Regions from separate parts of the Zea mays genome. Here region 1 is linked to region 2. Evidence: chromatin contacts called from public Hi-C data. All regions are on one chromosome and are shown on one strand. The core of a region is the stretch at or near the end of the contact, and the rest is flanking DNA. Distances in the headings are between cores, read along the strand shown. Region 1 holds the start of LOC100272578. Region 2 holds the start of LOC100272825 (Putative GEM-like protein 8).

Region 1 (6,901 bases), core at 1,188-3,687, 140 kb after region 2:
ATTTTACTACACAATCACCATCCAATATGTCAACATGTATATTTAGATCATCCCACCTCACATAACACAAAAGGGGGGGAATATATTACTGTTAGTGTGGATGTATTAACCAGTTCAACCCAAAAGATTAAGCTGATGGGAGAAGATGGTTCATCCACTTATACACTTCAACACCCTCACTCATGTGTAGCCTCTGCCAGGATTCGAACTCGAGACCTCTGACTTTGATACCATGTTAAAGTGGACACACTAACTGGTTCAACCCAAAAACTTAAGCTGGTGGGAGAAGGCAATCAATCCATTTATACACTTCAACAATTAATAATGTTAATCTTATTTTGTTTTCAAACATTTGTTTCTGCAAAAGAATCATAAATACCTTTGCTGCATATTTATCCACCAATGAAGGTAGATCAGATTTAGGTTTCCATCCTCCAAACATAGATCCCTTCAGTGTTCTTCCGGATAGAAGAAATGCATAATGAGTAGACACTTCTAGTTTTCCTTTTGGTAAGCCAAGAGTTACAGTTACTCCCCAACCCTAGCAAGTTGGAAATGCAAATGAATAGAAGGGAATAGGATATGTGAAGTATGCATGTATGGAAACAAAAGGCATGACAAGAAATTACATCAGAACATGATTGAAGTGCAGTGGAGACTACTCCAGAATCACCCACACATTCAAATGAGTAATCCACCCCTCCATCAGTAATCCTTTTGATTACCTGCAAGCATGAAAAAATCTACTTACATGCACTTAGGGAACGATGATGCACTGTATTTTGTTTATTTCCCCAAATAGTCATCTCATACATAGTGTGATTATAAGTCAACAGTTTATTAGTGTAGCAGTCAAGCAGAATTGCATGATACCAAAAGAGAGCGATGAGCAGATGACCAATTGCATGGTGTAAATACCTGTTGAACAGGTTCACTCAATTCATCTGGGTTAATAAAGTCCGTGACACCAAATGATTTCCCTGTACCAGGAACAAAATAATTAACACAAAGAGGGTTCATAGCAGAATGTACAACTTGACAGCGTAGCAGGTAGCATACCCTTTTCTTGCTTCTCAGGATTAGTATCAACTCCTATAATCTTGGACGCCCCTCGAAGCTTAGCACCTTGAGCGACCTAACTCAGCAGACATAGGTCTCGTTACAACAGTTCTTGATATGTAAGAATTAACTTATAATGGACCCTTATGTAGATACTCACAGAAAGTCCTACGGTCCCAAGACCAAATATAGCTACACTTGAGCCCTTTGATACATTAGCTACATTCCAGACTGCACCGAGTCCTAACGATAGAACCATGAACAAAGAGGGATGATCAGATCCACAAAAATGTGCAACCATGCAAGGTAACTAAGGCACTGTTCCTACAAACAGACGAGCTAACACAGCTACTCTCAGATATCTGAAGCTCTGAACCTCAGGATTTACCTGAAGACACACCGCAGCTCAGCAGGCACACCCTGTCCATTGGCACGGTCAGGCCAACCTTCACCGCACATCCGGAATGGACAACCGTGTACTCGCTGAAGCTTGACACTGCACAGTAATGGTACACAGGTTTCCCCTTGACAGAGAAGCGTGTCTTCTGATCGCTGTGCATGACACCCTTCCTCTCCAGACCGAGCTTCTGGCACATGTTGCTCTTCCCTGAGACGCAGTGCTTGCAGCTCTTGCATTCCCCAATGAAGACAGTGAGAACGTGGTCACCGACTTGGAACTCGGTCACACCTTCACCGACACTCTCTACTACTCTATAGATCGAAGGCGTTCAGGTCAACAGATATCATTATTAGAAGCAATTTGCAAAGCTCAGCACTTAGCAGCATGAAGGGAGATAAGAGCGCACCCGGATGCCTCGTGGCCGAAGACTCTGGGGAACAGATCAAGTTGCGCCTGCATGTTGGAATTGGAAGAGAACACAGATGAGCAAATTCGATCAGAGAGATCGTTTGTCTCAGGCTCTCAGCTAAGGAAAAAAAATTATGATATGAAAATAATTCTCAAACAAGTAGGGAGAATATACATTACTACGCATAAGCAGGAGGCTACCATAGTAAACGCAGAGGCTGCAGCCCCGCCGCCGTAGTGCATACCTTGGATTGCCAGGCAGTGACGTCGCTGCGGCAGACGGAGGTGGAGACGACCTTGACACGGATCTCCATGGGCCCCGGCGGGGCGACCTCCACCTCCTCCATCACCAGTGGCTGGCCCGGTCCCCACGCCACCGCCGCTGCGCGCAGGCCATCCAATTTTACTCGCCACTAAACCCTACGCAAGAAGCAAGGCGGGGCGGGCTAATACCTCGGCAGGTGATGGCGGACGGAGGCAACGAAGATGCATCGGCGGCGGCCATTCTGGTTCTCGGAGCAGGGGCGGCAGTTGGTGTGAAGAGGTAGGTGCTGTAGACAGAAGAGTCAACCTACCCCGCTTGGCGTTGGCTGGCTGCCTGGCTCTAGCTCTAGTAGAAAAGAATTCAGGAGGTCAGTACTCTCCCCCACCAACCAATTTTCAAACACGTCAGTATGAAAAACTTTGAACTTCAAGGCAACGCCAACTCAGGGGTCAGGGTTATAAATGGCAATGGGTACCCGCTACCCGAAACTCGGTGGATTTTTGCTCTATTAGGGTATGAGTTTGAATCAATTTCTCTACCTATGGGTTTGTTAATGGGTTCAAATAGAAACCCAACGGGTACGTAGGCATGGGTTTTTTCTTCTACTACCCATACCCGCAAACCCATGGGTTTTTAAAACACGCCTTAAAATCAACATTCCTTATAAATATGTCTCATAATATTATTAATTGAATATGTTCTAATTGAAATAAACTTCATGTAACAAATTTTAGGCTAAAATTAGTTATCACTTGTTCCTTTTATGCTAGCTTATTAATGTATTGATTGTTATATACATGATGAATTATTTTTATGTTGATGTTTGTGGGTATGGGAAACCCGTTGGGTACTCGAAACCCGCATGGGTATGGGTTTGGGCAAAATTTTATACCCGTTATGGGTATGGATTTTTTAGCGGGTGTATTTTTTCTTCACGGGTATAGGTTTGGGCAAGTAATACCCAGCGGGTTTTTACCTATTGCCATCTCTAGTCAGGGCGCAATGCAGACTAGAGATGTCCAAAAAAGGGTTGGACTGTCGGTAAGCATGTAACCTGGTACTACGATTTTATCATGGCATGAGCGTGATTTAGGTCATGTTTGTTTCAAATTATAATCTCTCTAGATTATATAATTCAACGCAAATAATCCAGCAGATAAATAAACATCTAGATTATAGATTCAGATTATATAATCTAAAGCCCAGATTATGATAATCTAATAATCTCCTTAAGAGTAGCATATTTGAGATCATTTTTGGTAAAAGACCCACTACCCATGATTATGCAAATAGAAATTATAATATATGTCATTATTCTTTCTTCACCTCAAATAAACAAACAAGAGTAATGTTGTCTTTGTGAATAATCTACATTTGTATAATCTAGACTACCAAACAAGTACATGTAAATTATAAACTATCTAGATTATAATCTGGATTGTATAATTTAGATTATAATTCAGATTATATAATCTATAAGCTGAAACAAACAGGCCCTTAGCCTGTTGGTTAGCGACCCGTGTCTAAGTCTAAGACGCGGCGAGACGGGTTAAACCCGGCACGATCTGATTTTATTTTTTACTATTTTTTCATAAAAATATCCATATTATATTTCTACTACTTTAACTAGTATATAACCTGTGCTAATGCTACAATCTTGAGAAGGGGAGGGGTCAACAATAGCAGTGGCGGCGCAAGGAGATGGGTTGACAGCGGCAACAACGACAACGCCAGAGACGTAGCCATAATTTTTCTTTAGGGGGCAATACATATACAATATTAATAATTACTAGTCATAACAATTAATAAATAAAATATATGTACATATACAATATACAATAATTACTAGTCATAACAATTAACACACATATACGCTAAATGCATACTATATTTTAACTTAGTATAAATTAACTTTTTATTTTAGCCATAAAAAAGCAACTAGAAAACAAATTTTCTTTTTGTTAGGGGGCCATGGCCCCTACTAGCTCCCCTTGTCTACTCCATTGGACGATGCGAGTGATAGGGAGGGGGCGACGAGGTCGCGAGGAGGGAGAGGATGAGAGATAATGGATGATTCCAATAATATTGTCCATTTGATTTGAGTAAGGGAGAGAAGGTTATCCTTGATCTAAACAATTGGTTTTGATGGGGTGTTAAGTCTGGATGTAATTTGTTTGGTAGAGGTTATAGGTGTGGAGTTGATTTGATTGAATGGGTTTTACAAAGTTTAAAAGGATGGATTATACAGTGACATAGATATCCCCCAACACTAGCAACTCCTCGCTCCCTCTCTACCTAGGCTAGCAACTACTCCCTCCTCCCGCCGATCTTGCACCTCTCCCTCGACCAAGGTTTACAAAACCGGTGTAAACCGGCGGTAAACTGCCCAGTTTACCGAAATCGTCGGTGGGGCGGTACCGGTTTACCACCATTATATTTTTTAAATTCGTTAAGAATTTAAAATTTTGAAAAAATATTAAAATAGTGAAAAATATGGGGAAAAAACTACATGTTCTCTTGAGCAAACGAATATATGACAAATTTAAATTTAATAGCTTTCACCCTGTTTAATAAACACAAAACGTTTAGACCCATTTGTAGACAGTCAACTCGTTAGACTAATTCTAATAAAACTGAATACCCTCCCCCTAACGGGCCTCACTTCATTTTCCTATACGCTCGCCTCCCGCATCCCCCATCTCTAAACCGTCACTGCCACAGTGAAGCATGTTGTCAGTGTTTTGACCGAGGGTCCTAATGAACAAGTGAATTTGTGTTGTGTGCCCCTGTCCAGATGGGTGATGCAAGAAGACACAAGATTTATCCTGGTTCGGACAAGAGAAAGTCATACTTCTAGCGAGTGGGGATGATATTTATATTATCTTGCACCTAGGTGCTCATAGTAGGGGATACAAACTAATCGACAGAGGGAACAGGTCCTAAGTCTCTAAGTGTGATTGAAGTCGGTGCCAATATCAGGAGTGGAGTGAACGGTCAAGTGTTGTGTTCCTCTCCCTCCTTAGAGACCCTGGACTCCTCCATTTATAGTCGTAAGGGGGAAGCCCAGGAGTACAAGGGTTGTCGCGCTGTTGTTGTGGTCAGAGGAGATGTGTCCGAGGCCCCGTAGTAGTATGGTCGACGGGATGGCCCCTGTCCTTGGCATCGTCTTTGGTCAGGAGAAGGATGTCTGATCCCTGTTTGACCAGGTAGAGAGCCGAGGCCAGGTTTGGGGGCTCGAACGCGTGCCCGAGCCCGTCCTGTGCAGGGGTGCGGATGAGACGTTTATAAGTATATCGAGTCGTAGTGGTTGAAATAGTGCTCGACATGGTGAAAAGTATGTGGTAATCTGGTCGTGCGTCATCCGGGATGGTGGAAACCAGATTGGACACCGTCCTTCTGGTTCCTGTTGCCATCCTGTCTTTAGTGGGGTTCGCGGGAGAGCCTGTGGCATCATGTGTTTCCCTGTTGGAGTAGTTGGCTGAGGCCGGGCTTGGGCTAAGCGAAGATCTCTCCCAAGGCCGAGGCTAGGTCTTAGCATCACATGTAGCCACACTCTGGGCAGTTGAAACAATGGTCGGAGTGGGGGACTGAAAGGGAATTAGGCTTTCACCTAGTTCCTAAATAATTTTGGTGGTTGAATTGCCCAACACAAATCTTTGGACTAACTAGTTTGCCCAAGTGTATAGATTATACAGGTGAAAAAGGTTCACACTCAGCCAATAAAAAGACCAAGTTTTGGATTCAATAAAGGAGCAAAGGGGCAACCGAGGGCACCCCTGGTCTGGCGCACCGGACTGTCCGGTGCGCCACCGGACAGTGAACAGTACCTGTCCGGTGCACCAGGGGACTCAGACTCAAACTCTTCACCTTCGGGATTTCTCGGAAGCCGGCGCGCTATAATTCACCGGACTGTCCGGTGTGCACCGGACATGTCCGGTGCTCCAAGGAAGCGCGGCCTCCAGAACTCGCCAGCCTCGGGTTCGCGTGGCAGCCGCTCCGCTATAATTCACCGGACTGTCCGGTGTGCACCGGACTGTCCGGTGTGCCAGCGGAGCAACGGCTCCCTGCGGCGCCAACGGCTCCCTGCGGAGCATTTAATGCGCGCACAGCGCGCGCAGAAGTCAGAATCGCCCATGCCGGTGCACCGGACATCAAACAGTGCATGTCCGGTGTGCACCGGACACCCAGGCGGACCCACAAGTCAGAAGCTCCAACGGTCAGAATCCAACGGCAGTGATGACGTGGCAGGGGCACCGGACTGTCCGGTGTGCACCGGACTGTCCGGTGCGCCATCGCGCAGAAGCCTCTAGCCAACGGTCAAGTTTGGTGGTTGAGGCTATAAATACCCCAACCACCCCACCATTCATTGCATCCAAGTTTTCCACTTCTCAACTACTACAAGAGCTCTAGCATTCAATTCTAGACACACTAAAGAGATCAAATCCTCTCCAATTCCACACAAAGCCCTAGTGACTAGTGAGAGTGATTTGCCGTGTTCATTTGAGCTCTTGCGCTTGGATTGCTTCTTTTCTTTCTCACTTGTTCTTGTGATCAAAACTCCATTGTAATCAAGGCAAGAGGCACCAATTGTGTGGTGGCCCTTGCGGGGAAGTTTTGTTCCCCGTTTTGATTTGGGAAGAGAAGCTCACTCGGTCCGAGGGACCGTTTGAGAGAGGGAAGGGTTGAAAGAGACCCGGCCTTTGTGGCCTCCTCAACGGGGAGTAGGTTTGAGAGAACCGAACCTCGGTAAAACAAATCCGTGTGTCACA
Region 2 (7,743 bases), core at 4,613-7,112:
ACAGGGAGGCACGGCCAACCCGACCCAACACTATGCATAGGTTGGGTGTGGGTCATGCCAAACAACCCATGACCCGACCTTGACCCAACTCGAACCCAACCCGACATTTGAAGAGGTTTGACGAGCACTTGGCTAGAGTTGTACTTATAGATAATACTAGCTCTTTATCACTTAAGAAAACTTTTGAAGCTCTACTTTTTAACCATTGCTTGACAATGGCTCAAATCCATGGTGAAGACTATGATAGATCTAGCAGCATGAAAGAAGAGATTAAAGGGTTAAACAATTGATCATGTAAAATTCACTTTCTACCCTTCTACTTATTATATACGTTTCTTTGCATAATAATTCTAACTAGTTCTTGTTGTTGTTGCTACTAAGGGAACTCATTACAAGACATTTTTTGATCAAATCTCTCTCTTGCTGAATATCGTTGGAGTTCCTTGGAAGCACCATGATATGCTTCAAAATGCTAGACTTGACAATATCAAGAAACCATTAGATTTTGGTGAACTTGAAACTCGGAGTAGATTAAATCAAGATATGAGGTTTTCTAGGCATAGTGAGATGTGTTGGAGCTCTCATTACAAAATTGTTTGCAACATCATTGCTATGTACTCCATAATCTCTAGTATATAAAGCACCAGTTTACATGGTTCCGCGATTCCACAGTCACCCTTCTTCCTGTTTTGCAACTGTTCCGTTCACTCTTCTCCTTCACACTTTATGTAGCTTTATGTAAAAATAAGAAATTGTGCATAAGCAGGAGTTCGAACCTTGGCTGTTGGCTTCACATTCACACCCACTTAACCAATATAAGACACATTTTTTGTGATTTATTAAAACAAAGTCTACACATATGATATATAGAAACCATAGTAATGCACTGATATTTGACAAGTTCATGATGCACTCATCACTCTTGAGTTCATACTCCATATAAAGCTGATTAGACAAAAAAATCATGACGTTTTTAGAGCATTGGGGACCTTTGAGTTTTTTTATTTTCACAATTCATGTTTCGTGTCTATAAAAAAGGGAGAAAGACGAGTGATGTGAGCGATACAAACTCTATTCTTGCAGCTTGAGGAATTAAGTAATTTATTTACTCATAAACTAAGAATGACGTTTAATATATATAATTATGTATTTCATTTAACAAACATGACGAGATGGCCGAGTTGGTCTAAGGCGCCAGATTAAGGTTCTGGTCCGAAAGGGCGTGGGTTCAAATCCCACTCTCGTCAATATTTTTTTGTTTTTCCCATATATGACCCCTGCAGGAATATCTCGTCAATATTTTTTTTTGTTTTTCCCATATATGACCCCTGCAGGAATATTCTTCTTAAATTCCATTCAGTATTGACCATTAGGACAGCATAAAGTTTAACTGTACATTTTCCAATTAAATCTTAAATTCTAATAAATGTATTTTTGTAGTTTTTCCCATATATGACCTCTGCAGGAATATTCTTCTTAAATTCCATTCAGTATTGACCATTACGACAGCATAAAGTTTAACTGTACATTTTCCAATTAAATCTTAAATTCTAATAAATGTATTTTTGTAGTTTTTTCCCATATATGACCTCTGCAGGAATATTCTTCTTAAATTCCATTCAGTATTGACCATTACGACAGCATAAAGTTTAACTGTACATTTTCCAATTAAATCTTAAATTCTGATAAATGTATTTTTGTAGTTTTTTCCCATATATGACCTCTGCAGGAATATTCTTCTTAAATTCCATTCAGTATTGACCATTAGGACATCATAAAGTTTAACTGTACATTTTCCAATTAAATCTTAAATTCTAATAAATTTATTTTTGTAATTTTTTCCCATATATGACCTCTGCAGGAATATTGTCCTTAAATTCCATTCAGTATTGACCATTAGATCAGCATAAAGTTTAACTGTACATTTTTCAATTAAATCTTAAATTCTAATAAATGTGGACCATTAGATCTTTTTAATTAAATTTGTTCACGCTCTTTTTTCTGATTAATTCCGTAATTTTTAGACCCTTTCGGTGAGCGTGGAGTTTTTTTTTAACTTTGTTGTAGTAATATAGTACATAGATTGACGAGCTATAACATGGTTTTTTCCTGCAACCTGTACAGATTTGTATTCCAGATGTTTTATTGATGATAACATATCAGTCTGTAGTGATTTGGTAAGACATTAGCGAATGGTCAAAGCATACTTGAAAGACTTTTTAAAATCCTAATACGAAGTTCCTGACAGATACATCAAGCTGCAAAGAGACCATTAGATCAGCATATTCTTCTTAAATTCCATTCAGTATTGACCATTAGATCAGCATAAAGTTTAACTGTACATTTTTCAATTAAATCTTAAATTCTAATAAATGTGGACCATTAGATCTTTTTAATTAAATTTGTTCACGCTCTTTTTTCTGATTAATTCCGTAATTTTTAGACCCTTTCGGTGAGCGTGGAGTTTTTTTTTTAACTTTGTTGTAGTAATATAGTACATAGATTGACGAGCTATAACATGGTTTTTCCTGCAACCTGTACAGATTTGTATTCCAGATGTTTTACTGATGATAACATATCAGTCTGCAGTGATTTGATAAGACATTCGCGAATGGTTAAAGCATACTTGAAAGACTTTTTAAAATCCTAATACGAAGTTCCTGACAGATACATATCAAGCCGCAAAGAGAATTTCAAGAAGGAAATGCTTCTCGTCTGTTACAAATTAAAGCAATCTATAGCCTTATATGTGGCTTCGAACTCTGTAAGCACAAATATGTAAAATGTACAAGTAACCCTTTTTTTAATGAAGCACTCTAGGAGTCCCCTACAGTATTTTAACTAAAAAACGTTTATGACAGATACAGTTGCAGATCAAGCTTGTTTGATTCATGGTTAACTGCGCCATAATTTGTCTAAAATTAGTTGTTCGAATTTAAAACTAACTTTAGATAAAAAAAAGTTAGTCAAAGTATAATAAGTTAGGCAGTGAACCAAGTCATAGCTAACTCTGTAGAAACGTTGCTGTTGAGAACGGAGCATCTGGAACCACCGTTCTTAATTTCTGTGTCTGACTTGTGGTCGTCCACTCGTCCCACGTGATATTGTGAGAAGCATAGTCTGGACATTGCTACTCCATCAGCGCAGGCACCTGGCTCAGCATGGTACTGCGAGAACCATTGTTGAATTTTTTTTCCACTTTTGTAGTTTCTGTAGTCTGTACGAAAACAACGAACTGAATTCCAGTCTCTATCGCTTGCACACCACGACCTCTTCTTCCTAGGCGATCTGGGTCCGTGAGAGCGTGTGCCTTGCTACCCTAAAAATGGCTCTCTCCATAGTGATCACTAGCAGGTGCTACGCTCGCGCTTCTCCCACTCTACCGGGCAATCACCTCATGTGACGTCGTGGATGGCAGGGCCACTGCCTTCTGGTTCGACGAGTGGCGTGGCGATGGCGACTTCGCCACTCGCTTCCCCGCCCTGCTGTCTCATTGCACCGACGTCGACGCCAGTGTGCACACCATCATGACCGCCGGCATCGGCGCCTTCCTGCGGCCTTGGCTCTCTGCTGCGACGACCGCGCGACCTCTCTGTGGGGCACGACGTCCGTCGTCGGTGTGCTCTCGCGGATGACAATGGCAAGCTCCGCACGGGCACGCTGTACCATATCCTTTTGTGCAGGCGCTGCGGGTGTCGCGGCTTCGGAGCACCTGTTCGCTTGGCGAAACTGGGCACCCTCGCGCGTCCGGTTCTTCGCCTGGCTTGCCGGCCACGACCGTCTCCAAACGAGGACAAGCACCACCGGAAATGGTATCGTGCTGAACGCTTCGTGTGCAATCTGCGGCGACGATCTTGAGGACGCTTTCCATGTCCTCCTCCGCTGCAGCTTCGCGCGCACGTTCTGGAGCCTCCTGCGCCACCCGACACGATCCCCTCAACAAAGAAGTTCCACACGCTCGTGCTGATGTACTGCTGGCTGCTATGGAAGAGAAGGAACATTGTGGTTTTTCGAAGGCGTGCACCCCTCTACCACTTCGATCGTCCGCCAGTGCAGGGAAGAGGCCGCCCTTTGGTGTACCAGACTGCGTCGCGAGGACACCGGCGTGGCTGACCTTTGGTGTCGTGCGTTCACCGCATTGATGCCCTTATCAAACCCTCCCCCTTTTGTACTCTGGCCTTTTGAAGCATCATCAAATCAATATATAGAGCCATAGAGGTGGGGTTTCCCGTGTCCGTATAAAAATGTGCTGGTTCTAATTTTCTGTGTGTCTGATACTCTTCCTATGTTCTTTTTTATTTATCACGTTTTAGTTCAAAAATGAACTAGCGGACGATAAATATTCTTTGCACGATATGAACAGTTTGTTTGCTACATCAGTGCAGTTATGCCGGGACCTGATTGAATAAGACTAGACTCTGTGTCTCTGTAAGAAACCAGCATTCGCATCAGTGCAGTTTTGGTAGGCCTTGTGATGCATGCTGGCAGATGTTTTTTTTTTTGCTTGAGAAAAGAATGGATATTGATGGCGGTTTCGCCATTGTCACACCACTACACCAGCACTCTCTATTTCAAATTCATGGTGAATTTCTTGCCCAACCCCAAAAGACCACATGCCTGACCGGTCGCCTGTGAGTCTATGACCAACCTGCTTACCAGGGCAACCGATCGCCCAGATGTACAACGACATGTTGCAGCTGCAGCCTACACATACAGAGCCGGCCCAGAACTAGCACACCGTCACCGCGCCTGCCGCGCGCACGCAACGGCCCGCTCCAGGTGCTGCAGCGACTTGTTGTAGCTGACGAAGCCCATGAACCAGAACTCGAAGCCGTCGGTGGTGGCGAGCCGCACGTACCTCTGCTCCGGCCGGTGCCTGTTCTCGCTGGGCCGCACCGCCCCGACCTTCCGCAGCGGGACGGCCACCTTGTACGGCGCGCGGAAGCTGCAGTCGCCGCGCGGGGTGGACACCGCCAGCGACAGCGACCGGTCGCTGCGGAAGGCCACCCGCGCCGTCGACACGAACAGCACGCCGGCGATGGGCCCCGCCGTCGTCCACAGGTGGCACTGCGACGCCCGCAGCAGCTTCTCGTCCTTGTCCGCCGAGAACCACTGCCGGAACAGCTTCTCCACGCTGCCGCCGGCCCGGAGGATCTTCGCGCCCAGCGAGAGCTTCCCCTTCACCGTGTCGGAGAGCTTCGGTCCCAGGGTCACTGCACGCGATGCGATGCGTACAAATCGGAGCAAGCATCAGCTTCAGTTCAGTCTAAAGGCATGTTTTTGCTTGGGTTTTGGAGGCTCTGTTTCTTTTTTTTTTCTTTTCAGAATACAAAAGTTCAATCAAAGGAGTTGCTTACCATGTTCTTTGATGCCCCGGACGATCTTGTCTCCCTTCCTAGTGGCTTGTTGATTGCTCGTCGGCCGATCGGCGGCGGTCGTCGTCGAACTGGCAGCATCTGGAAGGTGAAAGATAGCTTGATCAGCGACATGCTTCGACTTTCTTGGTTCCTTTCCGCACCTTGCAGTGCATGGTGAGCTTGACACGATCAGACAAATCAAGAGGGCGCGGAGCGAGCGAGGCTCTCACCATGGCTGTAGTACTGGAAGGAGCTCGGGAACTCTCCACGGTCGGGCGTCGTCTCTTCTACCGAGAAGTCGGGTTCCTCGATGCCATAAGCCCTTGTGCTCACCGGGATCCCGACCACATGACCCTCGGTCGCCGTCGACCCCTCCATCGCTGAGTCGTCTTTACACAGCGCACCAAGACCAAGACCAAGACTTGGCAGCAGGCACCTGCTGCCCTGATTTGCTCGGTTCTTGCCTGCCCTCTCGGTACCTAATGTGCGGTGGTTGCGGGTTACTCAGGCCCCAAATGAGGAGGAGGAAAAGGCTTCTTTTATAGCGCTGGTGCCTATCTTCTCCTCTCCTCTCCTCCCCAGAAAGATCCAAACCGGCTCAGTGGCCACCCGGCCGGTTCAGCGCTTTGGAATTGGGAACAGATGCAGCGGCCCTCATCTCTTCGTCGCGATAAAAAGGTTTTTTTTCTTTTTCTGCTGGTATAGTAGTAGGCTAGTAGCGTTTTTGTATTGATGGCGCCTTTCTGAAAGTCACGTATTTGTCGAACTCGTTTAGAGCAAGCGCAGATGGGAACTTTTTACGCTCATCAGCATGCGAGATGCGTTGGAATTCTTGAGATGGCACCAAATGGTCGGATCCGGCTGCTCGGTGCAGCTGTCGTCTGCGAGTACACGGCTTTTACTGCCGGCGAGTCGTTGGGAGCTTGGCATTGGCAATGTGTCCGCTTCTATTTAGGATCAAGCGTTTGACTCCCGGCCCGTTGCGTTGCATGCACGAAGAGATCATATGCAATTGGTTTTTGGCATGGAGAACATGTCCATGAATTGACCGCCTGTTCTACTTGGATTCTCATCAACAGCACTTGGTCCCTACTACTACCACAGTATTAATAGAGACAAGTGAAATTAGTTCTGGCTAAAGACAAAGTTCACAAGTTCCTATTCATTTGTGGATTGAAGCCTCTCTCTTTTTTGTTTTTTTTTTGAAGAGGACTGAAGCCGGAACTTATCTATCATATCTAAAAAATATTTTTTTTCTCTAAGGCGTTCAGTTATTTAGCTTTCCCAATTAAATTCTATCGAGATTGAAGAATCAAGTAGTTTAAATAGTTAACGGAGGTGATCATACCCCATGTTTGTTGTCATGTACCAATGAACAATAAGACGTTTATGGAGAGTTCACTTTATTAATCATAGAATCTTCACGCCTAGTCCTATAGACATATCTACATCGTGTTTATAAAAAAAACTGCTCAGATTTGAGTTTGTTGACCAATGAGCCAATGCATACAAATGATTTGAGCCCAAGGATGGTTAAAGAAACTATAATAAGGAATTTCACAATTTTAAAAACAAACTAGTTGGCTTTGCCCATGCTAACACTACGGTCTTGGGAGGGGAGGGGCCAACGGCGGCGGCGACGCGAGGGAGGGGCCAGCGGCGACGACGCGAATGAGGGGGAGAGGAGGCGTGGTCACGGGAGGAGGAGGATCAGGGATGATGGAGGAAGGACGATTATGGATACATATGTGATTTGGTTGGTTGGGTTTTGCAAAGTTAAAACTGGTGGGGTATATATATGTTTCTCAAGTGATTTTGGTGTTTGATGATCAACATAACCTTGTGGACTAATGTTTCTCAAGCGTTTGTGCTTTGTAGTTCATAGGATGCGAAGTGGATTGGATTGAGGCTCTACGGACGCAACACCTCAAAGAAGACATTATAAGACCCATAGAAGATATTACAAAGTCATATTGAAGACACTTTATACATGCTAAGAGTCCAACACATCAAGAAGTAGAAGTGGGATGCAAAACCACAAAACAAACGTGAAGTTGACAAAGTTGAGATGAAGGGCTAACTAAATTCGAAGTGTTTCACGATATCAAATCTACTCAAACTGACATGGCTTCAACTATGAGATTTAGATAATTTATAAGCTTTCCATAAAGTCCAAGATCATCAAAATCGGAATTCAGAGCTAAAAGTTATGCCCACAATACAAAGTTGGAAATGCTGAAAAACACTACAGCAGCACATGCGTTGTTTGCACCGAAGTGTCTGGTGTGCCAAATTACTCAAAATGATATGGCTTCAACTCTACAGTATAGAGGATTTTATAAGTTTTTCAAAAAGAACAAGATCATCGAAATTGGAGTTTGGAGCT

The links. Hi-C and Micro-C count contacts between places; a contact is called where the count stands out from the background.
Region 1: a Hi-C map of leaf shows a contact between it and region 2, with 5 times the contacts expected there. The contact joins the promoter of LOC100272578 here to the promoter of LOC100272825 in region 2. A contact is called at or near these places in 2 of 25 Hi-C or Micro-C datasets (both in leaf).

Annotation. Positions count from the first base shown.
Region 1 is chr4:151,064,320-151,071,220 of Zm-B73-REFERENCE-NAM-5.0, forward strand. It overlaps LOC100272578, which reads right to left and starts at 2,438. Exons shown (of 10, transcript NM_001147043.1): 1 at 2,321-2,438; 2 at 2,113-2,249; 3 at 1,866-1,912; 4 at 1,448-1,770; 5 at 1,220-1,302; 6 at 1,060-1,135; 7 at 919-980; 8 at 630-725; 9 at 380-541. The coding sequence starts at 2,372.
Region 2 is chr4:150,921,538-150,929,280 of Zm-B73-REFERENCE-NAM-5.0, forward strand. LOC100272825 (Putative GEM-like protein 8) reads right to left here and starts at 5,863. Exons shown (of 3, transcript NM_001147278.1): 1 at 5,588-5,863; 2 at 5,358-5,456; 3 at 4,503-5,213. The coding sequence starts at 5,735. The coding sequence ends at 4,741. TRNAL-AAG (transfer RNA leucine (anticodon AAG)) reads left to right here and starts at 1,167; the gene lies at 1,167-1,247.